2 separate regions of the Pan troglodytes genome follow, and region 1 is linked to region 2. Evidence: chromatin contacts called from public capture Hi-C data. All regions are on one chromosome and are shown on one strand. Each heading gives the region's core, a stretch centred on a gene start, on an enhancer-like site or on the middle of the called end of the contact. The rest is flanking DNA. Distances are from core to core; before and after follow the strand shown. Region 1 overlaps SH2D2A (SH2 domain containing 2A). Region 2 has its middle 8.8 kb from the start of PEAR1.

Evidence for each region. Capture Hi-C pulls out chosen DNA fragments and counts their contacts.
Region 1: a contact with region 2 is called in a capture Hi-C map of stem cell-derived neural stem cells, with 2.2 times the contacts expected there. The contact joins two enhancer-like sites. A contact is called at or near these places in 1 of 7 Hi-C or Micro-C datasets (stem cell-derived neural progenitor cells) and 1 of 1 other capture datasets (stem cell-derived neural stem cells).

What each region holds. Positions count from the first base shown.
Region 1 is chr1:92,391,795-92,397,790 of NHGRI_mPanTro3-v2.0_pri, reverse strand. SH2D2A (SH2 domain containing 2A) reads right to left here. Exons shown (of 9, transcript XM_001167540.7): 8 at 5,329-5,499; 9 at 4,398-4,728. The coding sequence ends at 5,332. Among named protein-coding and RNA genes, the nearest start is that of SH2D2A, 13 kb to the right of the region's middle. Within about 2 kb of position 2,825, at least 2 of the 24 cell types and tissues checked have an H3K27ac peak or open chromatin away from gene starts, as enhancers often do. A contact at or near this core is called in stem cell-derived neural stem cells, where this site is marked.
Region 2 is chr1:92,312,320-92,317,722 of NHGRI_mPanTro3-v2.0_pri, reverse strand. No RefSeq gene overlaps it. Among named protein-coding and RNA genes, the nearest start is that of PEAR1, 8.8 kb to the right of the region's middle. Within about 2 kb of position 2,607, at least 1 of the 24 cell types and tissues checked has an H3K27ac peak or open chromatin away from gene starts, as enhancers often do. A contact at or near this core is called in stem cell-derived neural stem cells, where this site is marked.

The DNA.
Region 1 (5,996 bases), core at 1,576-4,075, 80 kb before region 2:
AGTTGTCCAGATCCATGCATCCAGCCAAGACTTCAGCAAGGAGCTTCAACCCTACCATGCTCCCAGTATTCACAGAGGCAGTGGGGGTCAGGGCTGAGATCTGCCCCTCTGGGGCGTCACGGGTGGTGAGGTGTGCTCAGCAGGGCCTAAAATCTTAGGTTCCAATGAGTCCAGTGCTTCCTTTCTTATACCAATATGCTACAGATGCAGCCCGGCCCATACGAGTCGCCACACTCCTGGGATTCAGTAATTCAACTTTAGGGGCTGTGTCATGTTGTAGCTGGAAGTGCTCTGGGCTGGGAGGCAGAAGATGGTGAGAGGGAGACTCCCAGATCTTCTGGAAATGGACAGAATTGGGCTAGATATCTCTAAGGGTCCTCTTGCCTCCCACTTCCTTCAGTTCACTCAAGAGTCTTAAGCCACATTTTTTTTAAAGCCACTTTTTAGTTCTACCAAAGATGGCATTGTATTTGGTGGTTGGAATTTCCTGGTCACTGAGAAATAACCAACAATTAGAAAACGGATAGACTTTATTTGGGAGGGCTTCCTGGAGGTGGTAGCCTCAAGTTCTGATGAACAGAAGACAGAGACAGTAATGAGGGAGAAATAAGAGTGATAACTTGGTTAAAATTAGCATGGCAGCAACAGCCAAGGGGCAGAAGGAGAAAGGTATGAAGGCCTTGGTCAGAAATGGATCCAATTAGCCCTGGAAGATGTTGGTGGGGCCGGGGCAAAGCTGGATGTGCAGTGTCACATTGACCAGAACAGTGGAGCTGAAGAAGCTGAGGTCTACGAGGATCAGACTTAGAACCCTCACAGAGATGATACGGTTGTCGTAATGAGGGTGTTTCAGTGCCTCTGCAACGCTGCTGGCCCCTTCGGAGGGGCCCAGCCACATCTCCACTCTAGCCGGGGTGCTGAGCTCACTGTCCAAGAAGCCCCAATGTATGGAAGAGTGGTTAAAGTTCAGTGGGGCCTGGGGGAAGTGGCAAGGATGTTGGAACACTCTGGGCTGCGTGCTCCTGTCTGCCCCTTTTTACCCCTTTCCCTCTAGGTTCAGCTTTCTTTTTCTTTTTTCTTTTTTTTTTTTTGAGATGGAGTCTCGCTCTGTTGCCCAGGCTGGAGTGCAGTGGTGTGATCTTGGCTTACTGCAACCTCCGCCTTCCGGGTTCAAGCGATTCTCCTGAGTAGCTGGGATCACAGGTGCCTGCCACCATGCTCGGCTAATTTTTTTGTATTTTTAGTTTCACCATGTTGGCCAGGCTGGTCTCGAATTCCTGACCTCAGGTGACCCACCTGCCTCGGCCTCCCAAAGTGTTGGGATTATAGGCGTGAGCCACCGTGCCCAGCACAACCGGCCTAAGTTCAGCTTTCTTTCAAATGAGGACTCAGTGATGACCAGCCCCGCCCCTCCCTGAGTGGGTTCATGGGATGTGATGTTACTCTTCAGTCCCCCTGAGAAGCCCCTGAGCCAGAGTTACAGATCACCTTACTGAGACTGTGCTGCATTAGTTGAGGGGGCAGATAGGATGAAAGGGGCAGCTCAGGGGAGGCTGGAGCAGGAAAGAGCCATCAGGGTAAGGCGTGGAGCTGAAGGGGCAGGGGCTGGAGGACAAAGCTGGACCCTATAGTGGGAGCAGTGCTCTCTGCTCACAGCAAGGTCTTCCATGTGCGTGACAGGGTGAGAGGCTGCCCTTCCACAGATCTAAGAGTGGGCTCAGCCAGAGAGGCTCTGCCTGGAGGAGGCAGGAGGAGGGATGGAATGACCATGGGAAGACTGTCGGTGAGAAATGCCCTCCCCCTCCTGGCATGTGGAGTCTCGCTCAGCATGATCGCCCCAGTTCGCTTTTATTGTACAAGTTACTCAACTTCTCCCTCCTGAGGTCTCACCGCAGCCCCAGGCCTCACCTTGGAGTAAAGTCAGCAGGATTGTGCAGGGGTGCCCCTCGTGATGGGGAGGGAGCTTCCACCACCTTGGTCTTCAGGGCTGGGCCTGCAGCTGTGGCCCTCAGCAAGACTGGGACCTTATCCTTTAGCCTAGGAGGGGCCCTGGGGTATTAAGAGGAACACTGGGTTGGGATGACAAGATCTGGTCCCTGGGCCTGACTGCCTTTGGCTCCCTGTCACCTCCCCTCTCTAGACCTCAGTTTCCTCTTTAGTTGAGCCAAATACTCTGTCATCAAGGGTCTCTGAAGTCCCTTCTAGCCCCAGCAGTATTGCTTTTCAAAGCCCTTCACTTGCACGGTCTCATTTGTGTGCAATGAGACCCTGTGCGCAAATGAGGCATCTCCATGCATAAGGAATGGAGGGACCAGTGTCACAGAAAAAGAGTTCCCCTGCTGAAGGTTGCACAACTAGTTAGCACAGGGTCATAACAGACCCAGGGCTCTTGATGCCATAGCTTCATCTGAGCTCCACCACCCCTTTGGTGTGTCCACCCCATGCTCTGTGGAGCCACAGAAGGAAGAAGAGGGTCCCTAGGTCCTGCTCTGCCCCTGGCTTTGCTCCTGCCCCTGTTCTGCTCCAGGCTTTCTCCTCCAGAAACATCAAGTGGGTCACTAGGCATTTCTGGTCCCTTCCCCACACCTGCCCATTCTGTTACACCCCAAAGTCTGGAGAAATCTATTTTCTGACTTTCTAATTTCTGTCTCTTGCTGTATAATAAATATGCCACTCTTTTCTGCCTCCTCCCCTGCCCCAAGGAATCAGCCACGAGGTAACTGACTCCCTGCGTCTAATCTGAGACCTTTCTGGCACTTTGAGCCTCCTCTCTGATTTCAGCAAAGCCATCTGCTCCTCCCTCCCTGCCCCTCTGCCTCCCTCCCCACCTCTCCTCTTGCTCAGGAGGACATTTAGATCTGAGGTCTAAACAAAGGGAAGTGGAACTCCAACTCTGTTGACTCAGCAACCATATTTCTCCTTAAGCTGATTAGCACTGGAGTGGAAAGGAGGGGAATTGGCCAGTCACTGGAGCTGGCGCCTGGGCCAGGCTGGGGGTGGTATGGTGGTGGCAGTGCCCAGGCCTAGGAACTGTGGCCTAAGGAAAGGGTCTGGAAGATTCCTGTGCCTCAGGTAGGTACAGGGGCCCTGACTGGCGCTGATTGCCTGGACTAGCCTCTTGTAGGAATGAGTGTGAAAAGAACAGGCTGCACAGATGGGACCACAGGAGTCCCCAGGCCTGGGCAGCTCTGGAGGGGTGGTCTCTGCTCTGAGCCCTGAGGATAATCCAGGGGCAGACACAGCCCTGCCTTAGAAAGCCCCCTGTCTGGCTGGGCATGGTGGCTCACACCTGTAATCCCAGCACTTGGGGAGGCTGTGACAGGAATATAGCTTGAGGCCTGGGGTTTGAGACCAGCTCTGGCAACACAGTGAGACCCTGTCTCTATAATTTTTTTCCCCCCAAGACGGAGTCTTGCTCTGTCGCCCAGGCTGGAGTACAGTGGTGCGATCTTGGCTCCCTGCAACCTCCGCCTCCCAGGTTCACGCAATTCTCCTGCCTCAGCCTCCCGAGTAGCTGGGATTACAGGCATGTGCCACCATGCCCGGCTGACTTTTGTATTTTTAGTAGAGATGTTTCACCAAATTGGCCAGGCTGTTCTCAAACTCCTGACCTCAGGTGATCTGCCCACCTCGGCCTCCCAAAGTGCTGGGATTGCAGGCATGAGCTACCACGCCCAGCCAAAAAAAATTTTTTATTTTAATTAGCTGGGCTTGGTGGTGGGCACCTGTAGTCCCAGCAACTTGGGAGGCTAAGGCTGCACTGAGCTATGATCGTGCCACTATAGTCCAGCCTGGGCGACAGGGCAAGACCCTGTCTAAAAAAAAAAAAAAAGAAAGTCCCCAGTCTGAGACAAAAGTAAGACCCAGGGCATATGCCAGAGCCCCAGAGTGTAGAGCTTTGCACGGGAACAGGAGGCTGGCTCTGAAGTGGGTCTGGGCAGAGAATGGGGAAGCAAGAGGGATAGGGGAGAGAATGGGGTCCTGATTGAGGCAAAGGGCCTAAGCCCAAGAGGCTGGGAAGATGAGAGGCCTGGAGCCAGTTCCGAGGGGATTCCTGTCCTCTAAGGGGCTCACACACACATCTTCCTCCTCCCCAGTCCTGTACTTGGCAGGGCGGTTGCAGAGGAGGTGAAGGGGCTGTCCCTCAACTGCTCACCTCTCTGCCCCTCTTTCTTTATGCCTCAGGTGGTACAGCCACCCCTATGTCCCTGGCTGCCTACTCAACCCATCCCAGCTAGAGAAGGAATAGTTTGCAGAGGTCTGTGTTCCTGGCCTTGGTGTCTGTCAATCCTCAAGCCCCTCCACCCTCACTGCAGTGGCAGTTCAACTCCTTGCCTTCCACAGTATGAGAGAGAGAAAGTCAGAGACAGAAACAGAAGGAGCCTGGAGGACTTGAATCCCTGTAGGAGAAGGCAGTTGGTGATGATTTATTAGCCAGACAAGAATCAACAAACAAGTTCTAACATCTGTTCTCACCAAACCATTCCTCAGACAACAGCAGCGTTGGACCAGGGCCCAGACTCAAAAGGCTCAGAGGGCCAAGGAAATTAGACTCCAGGAGGAGAAACCAGGACAGTGGGAGCTAACAGGGCCCTCCTTGCACACTTCTTTGCTGTCTTAGATCACCAAGGACTGAGCCATTGGATTCCTGGGATCTTCTTAGGAGGGAGCAGGCTCCGCATTTGCTTCTCTGACCTCCAGGCTTCTTTGTTGGGGGTCAGGCCAGACCTGTCAGGGGGACAGAGTTAAGCCAGGATCCACAGGAGGGGACCAATGAAGCACCCAGGCCTCCATGCAGTAGAACTCTGGAAAGTGGCCAGACTTCCTGTTTGAGGAAATCTCTGATGTTTCCTATGGACTTGAGTTTGTGGATGTGTGGTAAGGAACAAAGCACTAAACAGGGAATCAGGAAGCCTGGTTCTAGTCCTTGACCTTGGCCAAGTCACTGTCCCTCTCAGGCTATGTTTTCTTTTCCGCATAGTGAGGGAGCTGAATTTGATCACTAAGGACAAATGTAATGCTGCTCATCCTCCCGCTCTTACCCGTGGCAGACATCACTAATCAATCATGTGCTTTTTTTCTGCTGAGTTCAGTTATGACCTTAACATCCTTTCCAATGCAGCACTCTAGGCAGCCACGACCAATGGATTGGAGTTGGCATGCAAGATGACACCTCTTTGCCATCCTTGCAATAGATGATGGCTGAGCTCCTTTCCAGCTTTGAACACCTATGGTTATTCCATCCACATTTCTTGAGAAGTGTGCCAGGTGTGTGTGAAGGTCTCTGGACCTGATGCTCCAAGTTATCCTCACCAAGCTCAGACTTACCGCCTACTGAGGAGGCCCAAGGGGAAGCCATGCCTGTCCTCTCTCCTGAAGCACCTGTCTAGAAAGATTGTGGGGGAGGGTGTGTCTCCAGGCGGGTGGGGGCTGGTGGGGCAGGGGAGGGCCTTGCCCAATCACAGAGTTCTCAGAATGCAGCTGGGAGCCACCTGTATTCTGCAGAGAGAAGGACAGTTCTAGGTCACACCCTCTACCCTCTGCCTCCTAGGTGTACTTGCAGTCTCAAGACATCTGATCTGAACAGACTTTGGCTTCCAGAGAGGGTATCTAAACTCCTCTCATTCATTAATTCAACAAACATCTCCTGAGCACCTGCTCTGTGCCAGGCACTGGGCTGGGTGCTTTGGAAACAGATGGGTAAGTCCCAGCCCCTCCCTTCAGGGAACTCACACTCTAAACTAGGGAAGGGACAGAGAGAAGGAGATGGGAGGAGATGGATGTCTCAGGTGATCAGTGGCATGGCAGGTGTGTGTAAGGCACAGGGGGTGGCCTCTGAGAAGGGAAAGCTGGTCTTGAAGGATGATTAGAAAGTTGCCAGGCAGCGGGAGGATGAGGTTGCAGGAAGTTGCTATAGGCAGAGATACTGGCGGGTGCAAACCCCAGGAGGCTTGAAACCACTTGGTGAGTTTAGAGAAATGTGAATCATTCTAGGA
Region 2 (5,403 bases), core at 1,358-3,857:
GTCAAACTTCCTAGACCTTGAGAGCCTAACTGTCAATCTTTGTAGTTCATGTTCAGGAAGGCTGGGCTACAGTGGAAGGGGTGGAAGTTAGATGTACTGGTAGGATGGGAGCGTTGATGGGGTGTCTTCCTTGTATTGGTGTGTCCAGGACAGAGCAAGCACGCAGCAGCAGATGAGAGAGAAACGTGTGTGGGGGGGGTGGGGGGGGCAGGAAAGGGAGGGAGCTGGACTAAGGATTGATGGAGGCAGGACCCCTTGTTCCTGCCCCTCTGTTACTCTTCTTAGCTCTAGGTGCTTTGATTAGCATCTGGAGGCCAGGTACTGTGTAAAGAGGCTATTTCCTAAGGACAAAGCCATCTCCCTGTCCCATTCTGTCCAAGGGAGTAGGTGAGGTCTCTCCTGTCCTCTGTCCCTTGGAACACGACTGGCCTTAACTGAGTGGTCTGAGGCTCTGTCAGCAGCACTGAGACTGGGTCCCATCATGTCAGGGCACCTGGCCCTGTCTTCACCTTCCCTAACCCAAAGGCTTGCATTCCACCCAGAGCCAGGGAGGAGCAGCTTCCCCGCCACCCTCAGCCCTATCACTTCCAATCACCTGTCCAGTTCCTGCAATAATGCAAGCTTCCCATGGCTCCTCAGGGCTAATCACATGGCTGTCTCATGTCCCTGGGTGCCAGTCCCACCCCACCCCCACTCCCATGATTCAATCTGTGTCTTATCACCCCTAGGCCTAGCCCTGTGGTGTGTCTGCCTCTTGTCCAGGCTGGTTAGTGCTAATGGAGGACTGACCCAGGGCTGCAGGCTGATCGATGGGGGGATTGGGGTGTGTGTGTGTGGTTGGTCCCTAAGGGCCAAGTTCACAGGCCTTCCTCTCCTGCCGGGTATGGGTGGGGCTGGTGCCGCATCACCCCTATGAGGGAGGGCACTTAAAGCAGATGGAGCCATCGGGAGGAAAGGGCTTGGGAACATGGTGAGGGATGCCGAGTTGGGGGATCAGATCCAACAGGTGAGCCCAGGGACAGATGCAGAGGGAGAGACAGTGCAGAGAGAGAGACAGGGACAGGACATACAGACATAGTGACATTGAGAGAGACTGCAGAGGGAGATATAAAGATTGAGACATGCAGATAGAGAGAAAGATGGAGACAGACACACAGACATAGCCGGACACACATGGAGGGAGAGGGTGAGACCAGCGCTGCAAACAGACACAGGTACGGCAGTGGCTCAATCAGAGGAAGTCTGGGAGGACATCATGGACTCCCCAGGGGGCTTTCTACCTCACTCACCCCCTCACCTGTGCCCTTTGAGCCTCTCTGCAGGGGCTAGGAGAGGATGGGACACCCAGACGTGGAGGCTCTGTGGGTAGAGACAGGAGGGGACCTGAGGTTTGCCCCATAGAGAGCAGGATAGGGGCATCACTAAAGAGCTGGTTTGGAGGTCAGGTAGCACGAGGGAGCTGCCAGGGCATGTGAACCATTTTCAAGGTTATCAGGCCTCAGATGTGGGGACATCAGAGGCTCTTAAACCATAACCAGAAGTATTGCTGGAAAAGCTGGGCAGGTGAGGTGAGGGATTCTGGGAATAAGGCTTGGACAGGGAAGGGAGATTCCGGGAGAGCATGGGAGAAGGAACTGAATATCTTTCATTGATCTGGGAGCGGGAGCTGGAGCCTGGCACTCCAATCCCTTCAGGTGATCTGGACCTGGGCTTTGTCTTGACTGGTGAGGAGGGGGCTTGCATCCATATTTCCCTCCCCTGAAAGCACCCCATTCCCTCCCCTTCACTGATATACAGATAGGTGTGCACATCAACAGGGAACCTGGCCTACCCCCACACGGCCTAGACACACATGTGCAAACACAGACACACGCACACACATGCACACACATACACAGACACAGAGCCCCCTCCTCAATCACTGGATTCTGCTGTCATTAACAGTGCCCCCCTCCACCTCGCTGTGGCCCTTGCCCCCTCCCTGTTAATTACCTCCTGGCTGTGCCAAGTCCATTAGCTGCCCCCGCCCTGACATACCCCAGGGGCTGAGCACCAGCTGAGATGGATAGCTGCTGGGGGATCGATGGAATGGGGCCCCAAGGACCCCGTGGGGGGCTGGGACCAGGACAACAACCTGAAGCTGTAAAGATCGGACATTTGGGTTCCCCCCAACCTGGCCCAGGCCCCTTCCTTTTCAGAGAGGGCTGTCTTGGTTGAAAGACAGGGGCTCAGAAAGGGTCGTGGGCACCTCAGGAACACCCAGCACTGAAGAAAGAAGCTGGAACTCTCCCGTCTAAGCAAGCCTCTGCCAGCTCCTCCGCATTTACTCTAGAAGGAAAGACTCAGCGGTGCAGAGACCAGTGGGGCTCCCCAGGGGCCTCCAGCACTGGGATGGGGTCTCTAAAGAACGAAGGGGTGCAAGCCACCCTCAACGCTCTCAGCCTTCCTAAGGAGCCTCTGCCTCCTTCCTGCCCTGCTCCCACAGGGGCTGGCTTCCTGACAGGAGAGCAGAGCATCTGTCCAGGTTTCCAGGAAAAGGACAGGCAGAGTGCTAGGACAGCCTTGGTGGAGAGTGACCCAGCCTGTGGCCCCTTGCATCCCCAGGCCAAAGACAGAACCTAGAGAGAATTCCAGACGACAGAGGCCCTGGCCTTTCTAAGTACGAGCTGGAGAGAGCCTGTCTTGCCAAATTCCTGAAGCAGCGTTGGACAAGCTGCCCAGCAGGGGTAGGGGAGGGGGATTCTTCTGGTAGGAGCCAGGACCCAGGAATCCAGACTTTCAGCCCGCTGCTTACTGAACTGCCAGGCGACTCAGGCACCCCTGGGATGCTGGGGAGTGAGGTGGCCCCACTGCTCTAAGCAACAGTACCCTCCCAGACTGTCTCTCTCTGTCTCCCACCCCAGCGCTGATGGACTCCCGTGCTAAGATGGAAAGTTTGAGCAGCAGTGGCTCTGGAGTGGTGGGCAGGATGGAGATCTGGAGGCAGGAAAGACAGACAAGACAGGCCAGAGCTGCAGGAGGAGCCCACACGGTGGGGCAAGGAGGGGCAGAGAGGAGAGGCAACCCAGATGCATGCAGAGACTCAGCCCTGCATGTGCAGGGAACAGAGAAGAAGGCAGAGAGCCTGAGATACAGGACAGAACCCAAGAGCCACAGAAGCAGAGCCTCAGAGGCCATGCGCTTTTCATGAGCCCTGCTTCTAGTCCAGCCCTGGGGACGAGAGGCTCTTGAACCCACCGCCTACTGAACTGGGCCCCATTCCTCTTCTTAAAGGGCTATGTTTCCTGGTGCTTAAGCCTCTAGATTCTGGAATCTGGTTGTGCCACTTACCAGCTGTGTGACATTGGGCAAGTTACTCAACCTTTCTGTACTTTAGTCTCCTCCTCTGCAAAATGAGGATAATAATAGCAATAACCTCACAGCATTGTTATGAGGTTTAAACAAGTCCCATGTGGAAAGCTCTCCCTGTAGGGTCTGGCCTTAGTAGCTGCTATGTAAAAACACTCTCTCCCCCTCCTTCTTTCCCTCCCTATTCTTCCTCCTCCTCTCTATCCTGCCAGCCCAGGCCCTAGCCCTGGTATGTGGAGGTGAGGCAGGTTGTATGTTTTGAAGGGATAGTGCTTGCAGAAGAGAAGCTCTTATTCCCTGATCCCAACCACTCCCTCTAGCTGCAGGGGACTTGCCAGGCTGCAGAGAGTGTGAGGTGAGGAAGGGCCTTCTCCCTCCCTCTGACACCCCGTGGGCTCCAGGTCCCTGCGCTGATCCAGAAGGCCCTGATGTAGGAAGAGCCTCCAGCCTCCCCTGCCCCGTGTCCCTCGTTTACTCTTCTCCTACTCCCTGATTTTCCCTAGTGAGAATTTCTCTCTCAGCTCACGGCCTCTGGGCAGCCCTCTGGGATTGGACAGGGACCTTTGTACCCTTGAAGGGTGCTTCCGAGGGCACAAATCCTCATAGACCCTGAGACAGGTCTCCAAGAGTATGGACCTTTAAGGGAAACATGCCTTAAAGGCTTTGTATCCCTTATCCCTGTGGCCTCCCGTTCCTGAGTGCCAGGAAGTCCTTCCTACAGTCTACCCTCGTGCTTCCCACCTGGATCTGAAGGGGTTACTCAGCTCCAGGCCCGCCCACGGCAGGTCCCAGCTGCCTGGGGCCTGTGGTCAGAGCTAATGTAGGCGAGAGTTGGAGGACAAGAGGGGATAAAGTTATTAGCGTCTTCATCTTTGAGGAATATCGATCGCCAGGTCTCCAGGCTCACTTGGTCTTATAATGGGGCTCACGGGGGTGTTGGGAGGGGCTCAGAAAACTCTCACAAATCCCTTTACCCATATCCTGGAGTGGGCACTGGGCTACCCATGTCTGCTGAAAGGAAGATAGGCAGAGACACAGTTTGGGAGGCGAGTGGCCTGGGAGGCAGGAGTGAGGCAGGGCTGAGAGGGGAGTCAGGGCTTGGTACCCTGGGCAAGGAGCAGACTGGAATGGGCTTGATTTCAGTTCACTACACTTTACTTTAAGGTTGAGTGTGTGTGTGTGTGTCACACACAGAAAGACAGAAAGAAAGAGAGAGAAAGTGAGCGAGAGAGGGAGAGAGAGAGAAAGAGAGAGCTTTCGCAATTGAGTTAGAGAGGTCCACGAGGGCCGCCCAAGAGCGAGGAAGGACTCCCTCCCCCCAGGCTCATGTACACAGGCTGGCCCACCAACCCCACCCTCCTGCCTGCTCCTCCAGCACTTGGATGCTCTGAAACACCTTCCCTGCCCTCTCCAGGCAGCTGTCTGGTGCTCCTTGGAATGGGATGTTCTTGATGTGATTTCATGTGTGATGGTGAAGGGTACCTCACAGTGGAGCGTGTCACCCCTTCCCACCCAGGGTGATTCTGGTCCCAGTATATCTGGGTTTGTGTTTGTGTGTGACAGTCCTTGTGAGAAGGTCTGTGTAAACTCAGCTGTCTGCATGGGTCTGTGCAAATTCGTGCTCCTAATCTGAAATCAGAAGGGATGTAGGCTGGGGACAGGGCTCAGGGATCTGGCTGTCCAACCCCTCCAGGGAGGTCCCCCTATGGGTGTTTCCAGCCAGAAGTTTCCAGCTCCTGGCTGACTGGAGACGGAGCTTAGACTGTAGAAAGACCCTGAGGGGAGAGCAGCAGGGTCTGGGAACTGAAAGGCGAAAGGCACAACTCCCTCCCCTCTCCCTTCTTTCTTCCCTCCCTCCCTCGCTTCCTTCCTCCCTCCCTCCCTCCCTCCCTCCCTTCCTTCCTTCCTTCCTTCCACTTCTGTTCTTCCTCTCTTCCTCCCTTTTTCTTTGGAAGCAGGGAGGAAGGAGTAGAGGAGGCTTCTCTGGCCAAGGGGGGTCAGAAGCTCTGGCTCTTTCCTCTGGAGGAGCTGGCGTCCCCTCTGCTGGGCTGGGAG